Regions from separate parts of the Capsicum annuum genome. Here region 1 is linked to region 2. The links are chromatin contacts, called in public Hi-C maps. All regions are on one chromosome and are shown on one strand. The core of a region is the stretch at or near the end of the contact, and the rest is flanking DNA. Distances in the headings are between cores, read along the strand shown. Region 1 holds the start of LOC107859324 (protein phosphatase 2C 70). Region 2 holds the start of LOC107840842 (putative methyltransferase C9orf114 homolog).

Region 1 (7,522 bases), core at 1,587-4,086, 220 kb after region 2:
ATTATGATTTGCAGTACTTTTTTTTATTTTAATTTATGTGGCATTGCTAAAATAATGAGAGTCAATAAAACTTTTATATGTGGTAACAAATTATTGTGATTTGTGGTAACAAATTAGTTTTGAAAATGATAGCTAATTAAATAAATAATTTTTTTTTTACTTCCAATATGTAGTTATAGTTAATTAATATAAATTAATAGAATATATTAAATATTTAAATTATTATGATGAAACAATGAAATTATTATATATTGGGGCATGGTATGTAATTAAGTAAGAGTAGAGGGTTTTTTTGGTAAGAGTCAATAAAATTTCTGTATATCTTTTAAATATTTTAAGTTATTAATTATTGTGATTTGTGATAACAAATTAGTTTTGAACATGATAGACAATTAAATAAATAAATAAAAATTACTTTCAATATGTAGTTATAGTTAATTAATATAATTTAATAGAATATATTAAATATTTAAACCATTATGATGAAATAATGAAATTATTATATATTGAGACATGATATCTAATTAAATGGAAGTAGTTGATTTTTTGGTAATTGCAAGAGGTGGTCGAAACCACCTCTTCTATATAATAGAAAAGAAATACAATAGTTTTCTCATAATTTATATAAGTATTAGTTATGTGAGTTTCTAAATTACCAATGAAACGTGGTATTAATTTTATAAATGAATAATATATTTCTTAGTTAGCTACTAAACATGGTATAACTTATATATAATATATCTTATATATAATATATTAATACATAAACAAGTTCTTTCTTTTCTATCTTCAATATGATCCCATGTTATTTATTGGATCGTTATGTTAAAAGGCAATTTAATGAAATTGGAATTAGGTAAGATTGAATTTATTGCGTAAATAAGGATCTATTGATCATTAACAAAAACACTCCATTTTATGATTAATTAAGTGATAAAAGTGAGATAATTAAGTACTAGTAAAGAGATATAATTGAGGCAAATCCCATTTAGCAAGTAAGGTCCATTATCAGATTTAGATCGTTGACAATTGACATGTCCATGTGTGTATGACCCAAAATTACTCTCTTCTGCTACAAGCTAATATAATATACGTGTATGCATATTCTTTTCCACAGTACACACTCGTTACTCCACCTGTATAATACATTTAATATTTTAATTTTTGTTGATCTAACACATTTTTTAAGAAGTTTTTGATTAAAAATATATTTTATTAGAAATTATTTCTTATATTTTGAAATTAAAAATATATTTAATTTATTCATATCTTATGAATATTGTACCAATAGAACACATATATTTATACATTCAAAGTTGAATGAACGAAAAAGGACATAAAATGTCTTTCAACTATGTAAAATGGTATAAAAACACCCTTCGTCTACCTATTGGGCCTAAAATACCCTTTTCGTCTACCTATTGGATATAAAATGTCTTTCTCACCTATCTATTGTTCTAAAATGTCCTTCCCATCTATCTATTGGGCTTATTTTGCCCTTTTACTTAGGCAAATTATATGAAAAAGTCATCCATAAAAGTTAATTACATAAATAATAGTACTTTTTCGATATTAAAATAATAAAAGTTTTTTTTCTTCATATATAACCATTTTAAGAAATAAAAAAAGATAATCATAATTCTTAATTTAATGCAATAACTAATTATCAATTCACCTTAATTTAAGAGATATATTTTCAATCTTCAAATTAAAAGTAGAAAAGATAATCCTAGCTTTCAAATATTTTTCTCTCTTATATTCAAAATTCGTATATTTTTAAATAAACTAAGTATTTCATTATTTGCTCGTGTATGTTTCATTTTATTTTTATGTATGTTAATTATCTAGTATTATTTCATTATTATGTATTTTTAATTCTAATATAATGGGGTAACCATAATTTTTTATGGATAAATATTTATGGAATAAAAATCATTTTGTTGGAAGTAATATATCACATATTTTTGTTGTCTAAATATAATTAATGTAAAAGTAAGATTATTATTATATATTTTATAGAATTTATGAGATAAATATTCATGATATTTTTTATATAATTTTTGCTCCATTTGATATAATATCAAACACCATTTGCACCATTTGATATAATATCAAACACCATTTGATATAATATCAAATGGTGCAAAAATTATATATAAAATATAATAATAAACTGATTTTGACATTAATTATATTTATATAACAAAAATATATATGATATATCTGTACTTCCAACATAATGATTTTTATTTTATAAGTATTTATTCATAAAAAAATATGGTTAACTCATTACATTAGAATTAAAAATACATAATAATGAAATAATACTAGATAATTAACATACATGAAAATAAAGTGAAACATACACGAGAAAATAATGAAATACTTAGCTTATTTAAAAATATTTAAATTTTAAATATAAAAGAGAAAAATCTTTGAAAGCAGGGATTATCTTTTTCACTTATAATTTGAAGATTGAAAATATATTTCCTAAATTAAGGTGAATTGATAATTAGTTATTGTATTAAATTAAGAATTATAATTATCCTTTTGATTTTTTAAAATGGCTATATATGAAAAAAATATTATTTTTGCAATATAAAAAAAGTACTATTATTTATGTAATTAAGTTTTATGGATGATTTTTTTATATAATTTGCCTAAATAAAATGATAAAATAGGTTCAATAGATAGATGAGAAGGGCATTTTAGATACAATAGATAGGTGAGAAAGATATTTTAGATTGTAGATGAAAAAAATATTTTAAGCCCAATAAATAGAGGAAGGTTATTTTTACGCCACTTTACATGGTTGAAGGCATTGACCCTTTTGGTTGAATGAAATCAATATAAAAAAAAGAATTTGTAGATATAAAAGAGGTGGGGAAGGAGAAAACAAAGAGGATCAAAATAAATGCGACCATTTCAAAGCGAGCTTCTCGCAAAGCCGAGAGAGAGAGAGAGAGGGGTTGGTTAGATTTGATAGAAATAGAGAGAAATATAGAAGTAGTTGAAATTCTCTCTCATAATCATCATCACGTACGGTGAGGGTTCATCGCTATGCCAGGTGCTGCTGATGTTGATGATGTTAGCATCACCATGACCACTCTTACCACCAACAACATTCTCTTCTTATCAAACGAGGGTCTTCTTCTTATTGTTGTTATGCTCCTTTTCATCCTCCTTATTATCCTCATCGCCTGCAGATATAAGCCATGGCGTTTCTTTTACTCTTCTCATGTCTCCTCCAACTCTCTCCCCTTTAGCAATAAAAAGGTGAACCCCCTTTTCCTTTTCTTTTTTCATCCAATAAATGATCTTTTTTGCAATTGGGTTCTTGGGGGTTTTGCTTATTGTTTATTGTTGGATGATACAAAAAGTGTTTTTTTTTCCCCTGTGATTGGGTTATTGGGGTTTTGATTATGGCTGACCTGAAAAAAACTTTTTTGTTTGTTCCTAATATGGTGGGATGTAATCAAGATTGTGACTTTTCTTGATTTGGATTAAATTTGCTAGGGTTTATTAATAAGGATTAAGATAACTAACCCATCTTTATTTGGAATTGAGGTGTAGTTTGGTGATTGATAATAGTTCTAATATGATGGGAGATGGAATATTGATAGATCATGATTTTTGGTTTACGCGGTAGTATTTGCGGATGCATAGTATGAAACTTTATTGGTTTCGGAAGCTGGTATTGTTGCTTATTTTAGTGCATTTTCTGAATTGAATGTGGACTAGCCCAGCCTGGTTTCTATATTTAGGGACACTATGTTTTTCACGTGGTGTTTAGGAGAACAAGTTTAGACAGAGGAGAAAATCTGAGACTTGGAGAAGTTTCTTTTTGTTCGATCAGGAACTGAATGCGAATGCGATCCCATAATGACCGAGCAATTAGAGTTCTAGGGGAATGGAACGTGGAACTTCTTTGTTTATTCGAAGAGCAATCTACATTGTTATGTCAGGTTATGTGGTTGGTTACGTAAGAGGTTCTAAGAGGCGATTTTCGCGTATCTCCCATAAGATGTTACTTGGTATGTAGTCAAGTACTTACAGTTCAAAATTCTGTTTTATGGTCCCTAATGTAGTTTTTGACATGGTGTGTATCTGTTGAGGTACAGTTGAGGCTTTTGGAGGAACCTCATATGAATTTCTAGAATTATTATAAAGAGCTATTTCCTACTTCATCAGTCATTGCATATGCAGGGAAGTAGCATGGGCGTATAATATATTTGACTAGTCATCTAGGTATTTACTACTCCCTAGGTTTCATTATATATGATAGTATTTGACTTGGTGCGAAGTTTAAGGGAGAAAGAGAACCTTTGGCACACACTAAAAGTACAGCTAGAACTTGTGGTTGTAGACATGACATGATATTTCTCTGCCTATAGGATCATTGTTCATTAATAGAGGTTTGAATCTGAATGGTTCAAACTTCAGACCATTATGTGTATTTGTTTTTTATGAAGATTTTAGCTCTTAATAGGTCTGAATCATTTAGATCTAGAACCAGGTCTTAATAGGTCTGAAGAGATATTCTAGTATTGGATAATATTCACCACTCTATTCATAATCAGCAGTCACCACCACTAACCACCACTAACCACCTCTGTTATCGCCGCCATTATCAATCACCACCCACCACCACCAACCACCTCCACCATCACAACCACCATCGATAACAAATATCGCTATGAATCACTATTGTCAACCGCTACCACACCTATTACCTCTATTATTCTAATTATATTCACTGCCACCACCGCCGTTAACACCACCACCATCATCAACCACTACCGGTCAATCCCTAAGATCGACCAACTCGTCTATCACAACTAGCACCACTGCTAACTACCACTAATACATCACAATCTTCACACATTCTTCGGCCGCCACCACCATTGTCACTATTAACGCCACCTCTACCACCACTTCAACCACTACCATCGCTACAATTTATCTCTACTAATAATCATCTCCACCATCACAACAAACATCTCCAACTAGCACCGACACATCGTCAACCATCATGCATTCATGTTTCAGCCAACACAATCAACACCTCAAACTACTAACATCAAGCAACGTTACATCACAACCACTACCACCACCACAATCGCCACCATCATAACAGTCACTACAATACCAACCATCACAACTATTACCACCAATATTATTAATCATTAACATCAATCATTGTCATCGCAATCACCATTATAAACCATCTTCACTATCACTAATAAACATAAATGTTTTTTCTCAATCAAATAATAATTTTATTGTATTAAATTACATACTTTTCTAATATATAATTAATTTTTTATTTGAATTGTATTTTTTATTTTATTATATATATAAATAAAAATATTCTGCACATTTAGATGATGAAAAACAAACAGTCTTAGTCATTTAGTTTTCAGATCTAGAGATAACATCTTAATCATTCAGATGTGCATTCAGGCATTTAGATTCAGACGTCTGAATCTTAAAAAAAAAAAATGCTGCCTAAGAGTTCCCGTATATAGAAATGTGTAATCCTTTTTAAAAGGAAAAGTATGTCAATTCTTTTTGGAGTATATTAAAAAGGAACCGGAGTAGTATATTTTTTTCATAATATCCAAAAGAGAAGATTAATCCTTTTTAAAAGGAAAAGTATGTCATTCTTTTTGGAATAGATTAAAAAGGAATAGGAGTATTTTCTTTTTTTCATAAGATCCAAAAGAACAGATGAGATCTGCTATGAACCTAGATATCATCTACAGATAGTATCAATAGAAATCTTCATTTATTATTAATCAAGCCTCAACTTCAGTTTAGCTGAGGTCAGCTGAATGAAGTCTCTATAGCCGTTTCACTTTTCATGTTAATTTCATCTACTAAATAATTTGTCCTTTAAAGCAAATTTGGAGTTTTCTAAACCGCAGGCTCATATTTCCATAAACATGATGATCGCTAACCAGAATAAAAGCTTCTGAATGACGCATGCGTAATTAGGGGTGGGTTCGATCGGTTCGGTTTTGGGTCTTCGAAATTACAAACCAAACCTGAAGTAAAATTAATTCGGTTTGATTCGGCTTTTCTAAAGTCCAGTTCAGTTTCCTTGTTTGAACATTTCCAGCTGGGTTTTTTCAAAAAAAAATAAGAAGACCTTGAAACAGATAAAAAACTTTTATGTTTCTAGTCTTGCTATTCGCCCAAGTCCAACTTGATTGAAATTAAATTTATGAATGCTTCTATGGGGAGTTCTATCAAACAAGTTGCGAGCTGAGATGAGTATCGTCGCTTAGAGCATAGGACCTCCGAATTCTTGTTGCGTAAAATGGGTCGTGTGACAGATGAAGAGTAAAATCCTTGGTTCTTGAGATGGTAAGCTTTTGGCTGAAAGTGCTAGAGTGGAGGCTAATTGAATGGACTAACAGATGCAGATCCAAAATTCAAGGAACACCTAACCAGTAACTTTGGTTTTTCAGTTAACCGAAGTTTTCAACTGTGGAAATCAAACCGATATTTGAAAACATTCAACAATGAACAGGCCCAAAAAACCGAAAACTTTGGTGGACGGTTTCTTCAATTTTAACCAAATAATGTCCACTCCTAGGCCTAATAAAAATAAACAACAATAACTAAGCCCACCTCTTACAAGTTCTTTCTTGTTTTTACATATATCCATTGTTATTTTTGTCTATGAAGTTGTTAAAATTCTAGTTGGCCAGCCAAACTTCTAAGTACTTGCCTTGTCCCTGTGTCTTGGCTTGATAGAATCTGACAACTGTCAGCATATAAATGCACATGGATAAATTTTTTAACCTTCTCATGGTTTGGTCTTTTTAGGCATTCTGTATCTCTGTGAAATTCTTTTGTTCTTTACAGAAGATTTGGATGTACTTATTAAACTGTTTGAACCCCCACCTACAAGAACAAAAACAACAAAAAAGACCAGTAATGTAGGTTGTGGACCATCTTATTCTTATGCAAGAGTATTTACTTTTGACTCTCTGTCTCATATGAATAACTTCATAGGATGCTGCTGGAGCTACTACATATTCTGTGGTTGCCTTAATGTCTTCCTAGTTATTTCATCATTCATGATTGTAAAATATAAGTTTGACTCTTCATTCCCCACACCCTTTCTGGTTCATTCTTTTGAAATTGCTGTTTTTTTATCTTTTATGTAGGCTGAAGATATAGAGAGGCCTCTTATTTCAGATGATTTGCATATAGTTGAAAACCAGAGTCATGAATATTCTAGAGGTTATGCTCATGATGCAGGTGGTCACCAGAATCAAGGGGCTTATGGTTCACCCTGGTCACAGGGACTTGTTCATAAACAAAGGCTGACCTCCATAAATCCTCAATTAACACATAGTATATAATGCCGTCCTTCCTTGTTGATTGGCCTTTTATTCCGTGTAGTTCATAACATCAATTGCTTTTTCCAGGCGACAGTTTTGTTCTGGATGTTTGTGATACTTCAGAAGATATTTCTGTTGGCCAGACGCTTAAGCGTCCACTTGCATTT
Region 2 (6,998 bases), core at 4,349-6,848:
CCATTTTATGTGGCACCATCTGACTTGGCACGGTGTTTAAGAAAAAAAAAGAAGGCTTTTGAAACTTGTGGTCTAAAACAATCCTTAGATATATATGTGTGGCTATAAATCATTTCATTGAGGATAAAGGGGGAATTATAAAGCTAATTGTTTCCAATTATAATAAGGTGACATTCTTTTTATGATGGACTAAAAAGGAAAGGGTGCCACGTAAAATGGGATGGAGGCAGTACTAATTAATACATTAAGTTTTGGCCTATAAACAACTATTTCAATGGTGTCATTTGATGGCAGGTAGCCAAAAGAGAGACATTGGTTGAAGTACGCAAGGACCAACAAGAGATTTTGTTGTATGTATATTTTGTAAACACACCTACAACGATGGAATGCGTCGTCACAAAGAACATTTAATTGGTGGGTATAAAAATGTAATAGCATGCCAAGTTGTACGCCTGAAATGAGGGAAGAAATAAAGGCGTATGTTGAAAATCAAGCTATAATAAAATTCAAAATATCAAATGAAACACAAAGTTGTAGCTAATGTCTTTGATAAAGATGATGCCACCCTAAAAAAAAAATCTTTGAGTGGAAGTCATCCATGACGCAGACCGTTAAGCTTTCTTCACAGTTCTCTAAATCTGTATTTTTCGCAGAAATCACGGCAAAAGGGAGGAGTTGATGAAACCAAGAAGATTTTAAGGGAGCACGCTACAAGTGCTTTTGCTTCATGATGTACGATCCAGGGCTCCCCTTTAATTGTATTAGCTACAAAACTTTTGATAAATTCATTGAGGTCGTAGGACAACATTGCCTAAAAGTGAAGTCTCCTAGCTATCACGAAGTCAGAGTTCCTCAATTTAAAAAAGAAGCAAAGGAGGTCTACAAGATTGTTGAGGAACATATAGCACAATGAAAAAAGTTTAGATGATCCATTATATGACGGACAACACGAAATAGAAATTATCATCAATATTTGGGTGAATTTTCCAATAGGTAGTGCGTTTCGTGGATATGTCGATGCCAGCAACAAATCTCCTGATTCCACCTAATGTACAACTTGCTAGAGAAGACTATTAAGAAAGTTGGACCGGGATATGTCGATGCCAGCAACAAATCTCCTGATTCCACCTAATGTACAACTTGCTAGAGAAGACTATTAAGAAAGTTGGACCGAAAAAATGTTGTACAAGTTGCCACCGATAACGTAAGTAAGAATGTTAAAGCGGGTGACATGATGAAGGATGCGTACCGAAAAGTGGTAATTGAAAACAAAGTAAGACAGCATGTTGAAAAATGAGAGTAAAATACCTTGCTAAGCCCAACGTCAACAAGTGTTCCCCCAGATGTTAAATTCCGATCCTTTAGCGTGACACCTAGAAACAGAAAAAGATGTCTCAAGGCGTCACCTATCCATCAAGAATGTCAAGCTGATACTTACATCACCACACAACATGATTAAAAGGAATATGACAAGATAACAAAAGTATTTGAGCAATTTGTCAAAAAGGTTACAAGAAAAAGGATAATTTAATTGATATATATGAAAATCAAGATCTAATTTAACATCTAATATGAGATTTGTATTGTTAAACAGGCCCTTACATTTAATTTAGCCATCTGGAACTCTCGAGTCAATTTAACAGATAGGTGCAAAGTTATAGCATCAGTAACATGAATTTTTCAACAGAACCTACCTGAAGTTCAGCGATCAAGTGTAAGCCATCATATGCAGCTAACTTTGCACCATAATCCATTCATCATGTATTTTTTAAAACAAACCAGATAAGTGTTTGGTTAGGTAAGATTTTGATAGTCTTTTAGAATTTTTGTACTTCAAACCTTATATTTAGGTAACCATACAAAGCAAGTACTACTACAACCTCAATGCCAAACCAAATAACTATTATTTGGTCAAAATACATTAACTAAAGACAATATATAGGTGCAAAATTTTAGCATCAGTTCAGTAAATTTTCAACAGGACCTACCTGAAGTTCAGAGATCAAGTGTAAGCCATCATATGCAACAAACTTTGCACCATCAGACCATTAATTGTATATAATAAATATAGATATTTTCGAAGTTAAAAAACAAATCGATAGAAGGATGTTAAAGACTTGAAGTGACAAGAATCCAATCCACCAATAGCTCCATTAGATGTCATTGCAATAGAAAACAATAGACAGAGACAAGTACATGCATACAGCGATGCAAGCATCATTATTTACACATACACCAAGGAAAAAGCCATCACCTTCATGTATTAACATTTGAATATTCACCATCGTGTATGAACATACCCTTGCAAAGGGCAACTAAATTAAGAAAACTGAAAAAGATTTGACATACTTACATCAATACCATTTGAATCACACCCTTGCTGAACCAACGGTAAAAGTTAAGTGTGGCAGACATCCCATGTGGAGGATGTTGGGAAATGGAAATCAAGATATTGATATTCTGAGCTTTCATAAGGAGAGAAACATTGACATATAAGTTTTATTTTGCAATTCTCTTTTAGAAATCAAGATTTCAAAGTTGTAGCAAGTCAAGGAAAATTGAGGATGAGCTTATAAGCATAATAGTAAAACACGTTCATTATAGGAAAGTTTAGTAAAAAGAAAAAAAGCAAATAACAAGCAATTGAGTGCAAGGTCCTTTTAGTTATTTTCTGAGTGAGATAGTGTGTCTGGACTCTGGCATGCAAATGATAGGGGTATTCTTTAGGATGCTACCTTCTCGATAGGGAGCCCATTCATGCTTCCGCAAATGATGTGGGGCATCAAGTGGTGGCAATGAACCCTGAAGACAATAGTACATTTGAGATCAGAAATCACAAAATCGATTCAATTTAAGCTTGTTTCGTTTGGACAACTTCACTGAACTGAAATAGTTAATCTCATCAAAACAGTATTGGCTCTTTTATCAGTAAAATCGTGTTAATCACAGCAGTTGTTGGTTACTGTATGAAAATAAATCAAATAACCAAGTCTGTGAGCTAATAATGGAGCACCAGGCTGGGTACTGAATTAAATAAATCCAACTACATAATAGAAAACTTTTTTAAGAAAGGTAAATATGTTATGCAGCAGTAAGAAAGTAACAAAATATGTGCACATGAGAAAAACACCAGAAAAGAAATAGAGCTAGTTTCAAATTCTTAACAATTGACGATTTATCATAATTTCAAATGGCTATTCTCACCACATATCTTAAGTTGTTGTGCATGGGGAATAGACTCTTCCGAAGATATTGAGGTGTCTCCATATACTTCAAAATTCTTAGAAGAAACGCAGCACCACTTTCATCATCATTTGACCCGTCCTCCAAAGTTGGATCTGAACTGTCCACTGAACTACCTATGTTGTCAAATACAACAACCTGTTCAAGAAAAAACCTTCAACTCATGTCCACACTCACATCGCAATTTATTTATCTCTTTTGACAACTTAAGCTGTTTTAGAGTTTGTATCGTATGCATGTGTTCAAACATTTAAGTATGATGTCCACATACTGAAAGAAACACCAATCTCATACCAAAGATTCACCCAACGAAACCAATAATTGATCAAATAAACAACTTGGAAATATGAGCACCTCATCTATCCGAAAAATGGTGGAAGCACGAGCAATCTGGCCAGCCAACTGCCCAAATAAGAAAAGGAAGGATAATAAGTAATAAGAAGATGATTAAGACAATACAAAAGTTGACCTGGATGATAAACAACTGTAACTTGCACACAAAATAAGTAATCTATCACCCAAGGGTGTCGCCTAATGGTCACTGAAGTGGGTTGAGAACTACGAGGTCTCAAGTTCAAATCCAAGCAAAGACAAAAGCACTAGGTGAATTCTTTTCATTTGTCCTGGCCTTGGTGAACTGAGTTACTATTACTGGTGAGAGGTGGCATGTATCCTATAGAACTAGTTGAGATAAAAAAGCTAGCCCGAACACCACTATCTAAAAAATAATAGTTTATGTCTTTATCAGTTCTATCGTGTTGTCTCTCAAAATCTATTCCTTCTAACCGCATCTGTGTGACTTGGCATGGCCAGTTCCCAGGCCAGACGAAAAAGGTGAGATGCAGAACTAAAACTAATAAATCAGCTGATAATCAATGTATAGGAACATGATTATCTAGTCACACACAAGAACCGAGAAATGAAACATGCCAAAATGAAGTGGAGTAGCTACAAATTAAGATAAATCCCCATACTAGTGGATGTGCTGGGAAATATTCTACTAGATATGTAGCTTCATTTGGGCATTTTCCCTCTTTCATATTTCAAATTTCAAACTATCAATTCCCTCCTTCCTCCTTTCTCTTTTTCTTCATCTGCTTCTTTCTTCTTCTTGTTTTCCTTTTTCCTTCTCCCCTGCATCGTCTTCCTCCCTTTCATATTTGCCATTTTTCTTCTGCATCTTTTTCTCTCTGCCTTATCTTCTTGATTGTGAAAATTTTCAGAGAGTATTAGGTGAAAAAAGTTGCAATCATCGGAAAACAACCGAGAGTTGTTTAAGCAACCGAAACATGTTTAAACAAACAAGAATTGTTTAAGCAACCACAAGATATTGTTTAAACATATGCTAATTGTTTTTGGAGGTGGTGATGATGTGGAGGAGGGAAGGTGGTTTGGGGATATTGTTTAAACAATCAGGAGTTTTTTAAGCAAATGAAAGATGTTATTTAAAAAGATTTGTGGCTGTTTTGAAATATGTGTCATTATCACTAATTAAAGTGTTACTTCTACAGAGTTGTGTCCTATTTTCTTTATTTTCACTCTCAAAAGTCGTTTTTAATTCACACTCCCTACTCTTGGATCGAAGCACAGTTGTTATTGTGTGCATTAGTGTTAACCCAAATCCCTCAGCAATTTTTTTTTTCATGTATATATATAGAGAGATATTTTGAGTCACTAAACACAAGCAAGAGGTTGGCTAAGTGATTAAGGGGGGTCAAAATTTAACTTGAGGTACTGAGTTCAAATCCGAACCAAATAGTAAAAATCCTGAATCCGACACTTTGGGCAATGTCAAATAAACCCAATGATAAAAGAGAGTGTAATAAATTTTCTGAAGTTACCCGTGTAGCGAGTTCGAGTGACTGAGTGTTGTCAACGATTGAGCCAGCAAGTGCTATGGAAACTGTGGGTTTTTCCTTCAACACATTTTCTTCCTTCACCATCTCTTTAGATTTTTTCTTCTTTTTCTTCTTCTGCTCCTGCGAATCCCCGTTCCCAAGATGGACATCATTTTGCTCTTTGTTTCTCTCTATATTAAGGGGTTCCCATTCTGCTTCACTTTCGCCTCTCTTCTTTTTCTTCCCCATTTTCTGCTTAGGGTTTTACGACGATCACTGCTATTTATATTGCTCTCTGTCCGAATGCTTTTAAAAAATAAAAATAAAAAAACTAAAATTATTTCATAAAACTAACACCAAATTCAAAAATCCATAAATAGCTACTCAGTGGAAAGTACTTCCAACCAACTAATGACCAAGAAATAGATACCTCAGTTTCTAGCCTTCTTTCAATGGATAATATTTAGATATTCATTGATTTCATTTTGTACGTCACGGTCTTGCCTCCCTTTTTCTTTTTTTTCTTTAAATTTTTGTTGTTACTTTTTTGGCTCTTGTTTTTTTTTTAAAGATTCTAATTTTTTTAATTCTTTTTAAACAATAGAGTAATTATTTTTTTTTTCAAATTATTTTGCATTCACCAACATTATTAAAATAACATACAAGAGTATTTGTTTTGTTTAGTTTTACTTATTTATACAATAAAATATAATACCATATACTTTTAATATAATATAATTGTTAAAGATATATATTTATATATAATAATGATATAGTTTCTATTTATATACATATTCTATATGTTAATTATAATATTTTTATACACATTCTATACAATTTTTAACTACAATTATTATTTAGATATTTATTTTATACGACTCTATCTAATTTCTACATGCATTCTAAAAATGGATCAATTTAGTATAACAGAGTATCAATTGAGTACATAGACACTGCAAGTGTATCATTATAGTATAAAAGTGTATTAATGTGGTATAAAAGAGTATCAATTAAATATAAGAACTACATGTGTTTGCATAAAATTTCCTTTCTCTTTTTCAAAAAGTGTATCAATATAATATAAAAATGTATCAATGTGGTATAAAAGTGTATCAATTGAGTATAAAGACTGCATGTTCTCAATTGAGTCAAATGGCTAAACAAGGGAATTAAATTGGGCCGACTGACTACAGTTGTCCACATTTTCAAATTGTGGGCCATTTTTTTAAAAAAATTCTAGCCCATGTCCTTTCCCCTTTTAAAAAAAGACCCAGTTGGATCCTTTGCAATTTAAGTGGGCATTTCGTCGCAAAAATTATTTTTTAATCTTGAAGCTCGAGTTGGAGTCGAAGTTGAAGTTGTGTTTGTTCATGAATATAACTGGAGTTATTTTTGAATTTTTGTGAGAAAAAAAAAGATGAAAAAAAGTGAAAAATAACTTTTTCTTGTTTTTTACTTTTTCAAATTCAAGTTGTATTTAAAATTCTCATGGCCAAACATCAAGTTGGAGTTGTATTTAACATAAGGTGAAAATTATTTCAGGAAAGATGAAAAAAATTCTATGGGCAAACGGACCCTTAGAATTATGTTTGTCCATGAATATATTTGGAGTTGCTTTTGAATTTTGTGAGAGAAGGAGGATGGAAAAAAATGAAAACGATTTTTCTTGTTTTTCAAGTTGCCAAACATTAACTTTTAGAGTTGCATTTGACATAAAGTAAAAAAATCTCATGGCCAAACGGACCCTTAATTTTTTAATAATTCACCATTAATACCTCGGTAATTAAGAATATTAAGTTTTACATGAATTTTTTTTACCTATTTATAACTCTACTTCAACTCAAACTCCAACTCCAACTTCAAAATTTTTTATTTTCACACTCACTAATAAATGGCGCTACTAATAGTGAGTGACAA

What was found. Hi-C and Micro-C count contacts between places; a contact is called where the count stands out from the background.
Region 1: a contact with region 2 is called in a Hi-C map of leaf, with 2.1 times the contacts expected there. The contact joins the promoter of LOC107859324 here to the promoter of LOC107840842 in region 2. A contact is called at or near these places in 3 of 5 Hi-C or Micro-C datasets (bud, leaf and placenta).

Annotation. Positions count from the first base shown.
Region 1 is chr1:162,819,029-162,826,550 of UCD10Xv1.1, forward strand. It overlaps LOC107859324 (protein phosphatase 2C 70), which reads left to right and starts at 2,837. Exons shown (of 13, transcript XM_047407728.1): 1 at 2,837-3,276; 2 at 7,179-7,368; 3 at 7,443-7,522. The coding sequence starts at 3,061.
Region 2 is chr1:162,595,840-162,602,837 of UCD10Xv1.1, forward strand. LOC107840842 (putative methyltransferase C9orf114 homolog) reads right to left here and starts at 5,599. Exons shown (of 12, transcript XM_016684795.2): 1 at 5,512-5,599; 2 at 5,085-5,387; 3 at 3,598-3,645; 4 at 3,205-3,381; 5 at 2,736-2,802; 6 at 1,309-1,373. The coding sequence starts at 5,330. LOC124892474 (a small nucleolar RNA gene) reads right to left here and starts at 1,721; the gene lies at 1,660-1,721. LOC124892467 (a small nucleolar RNA gene) reads right to left here and starts at 2,015; the gene lies at 1,955-2,015.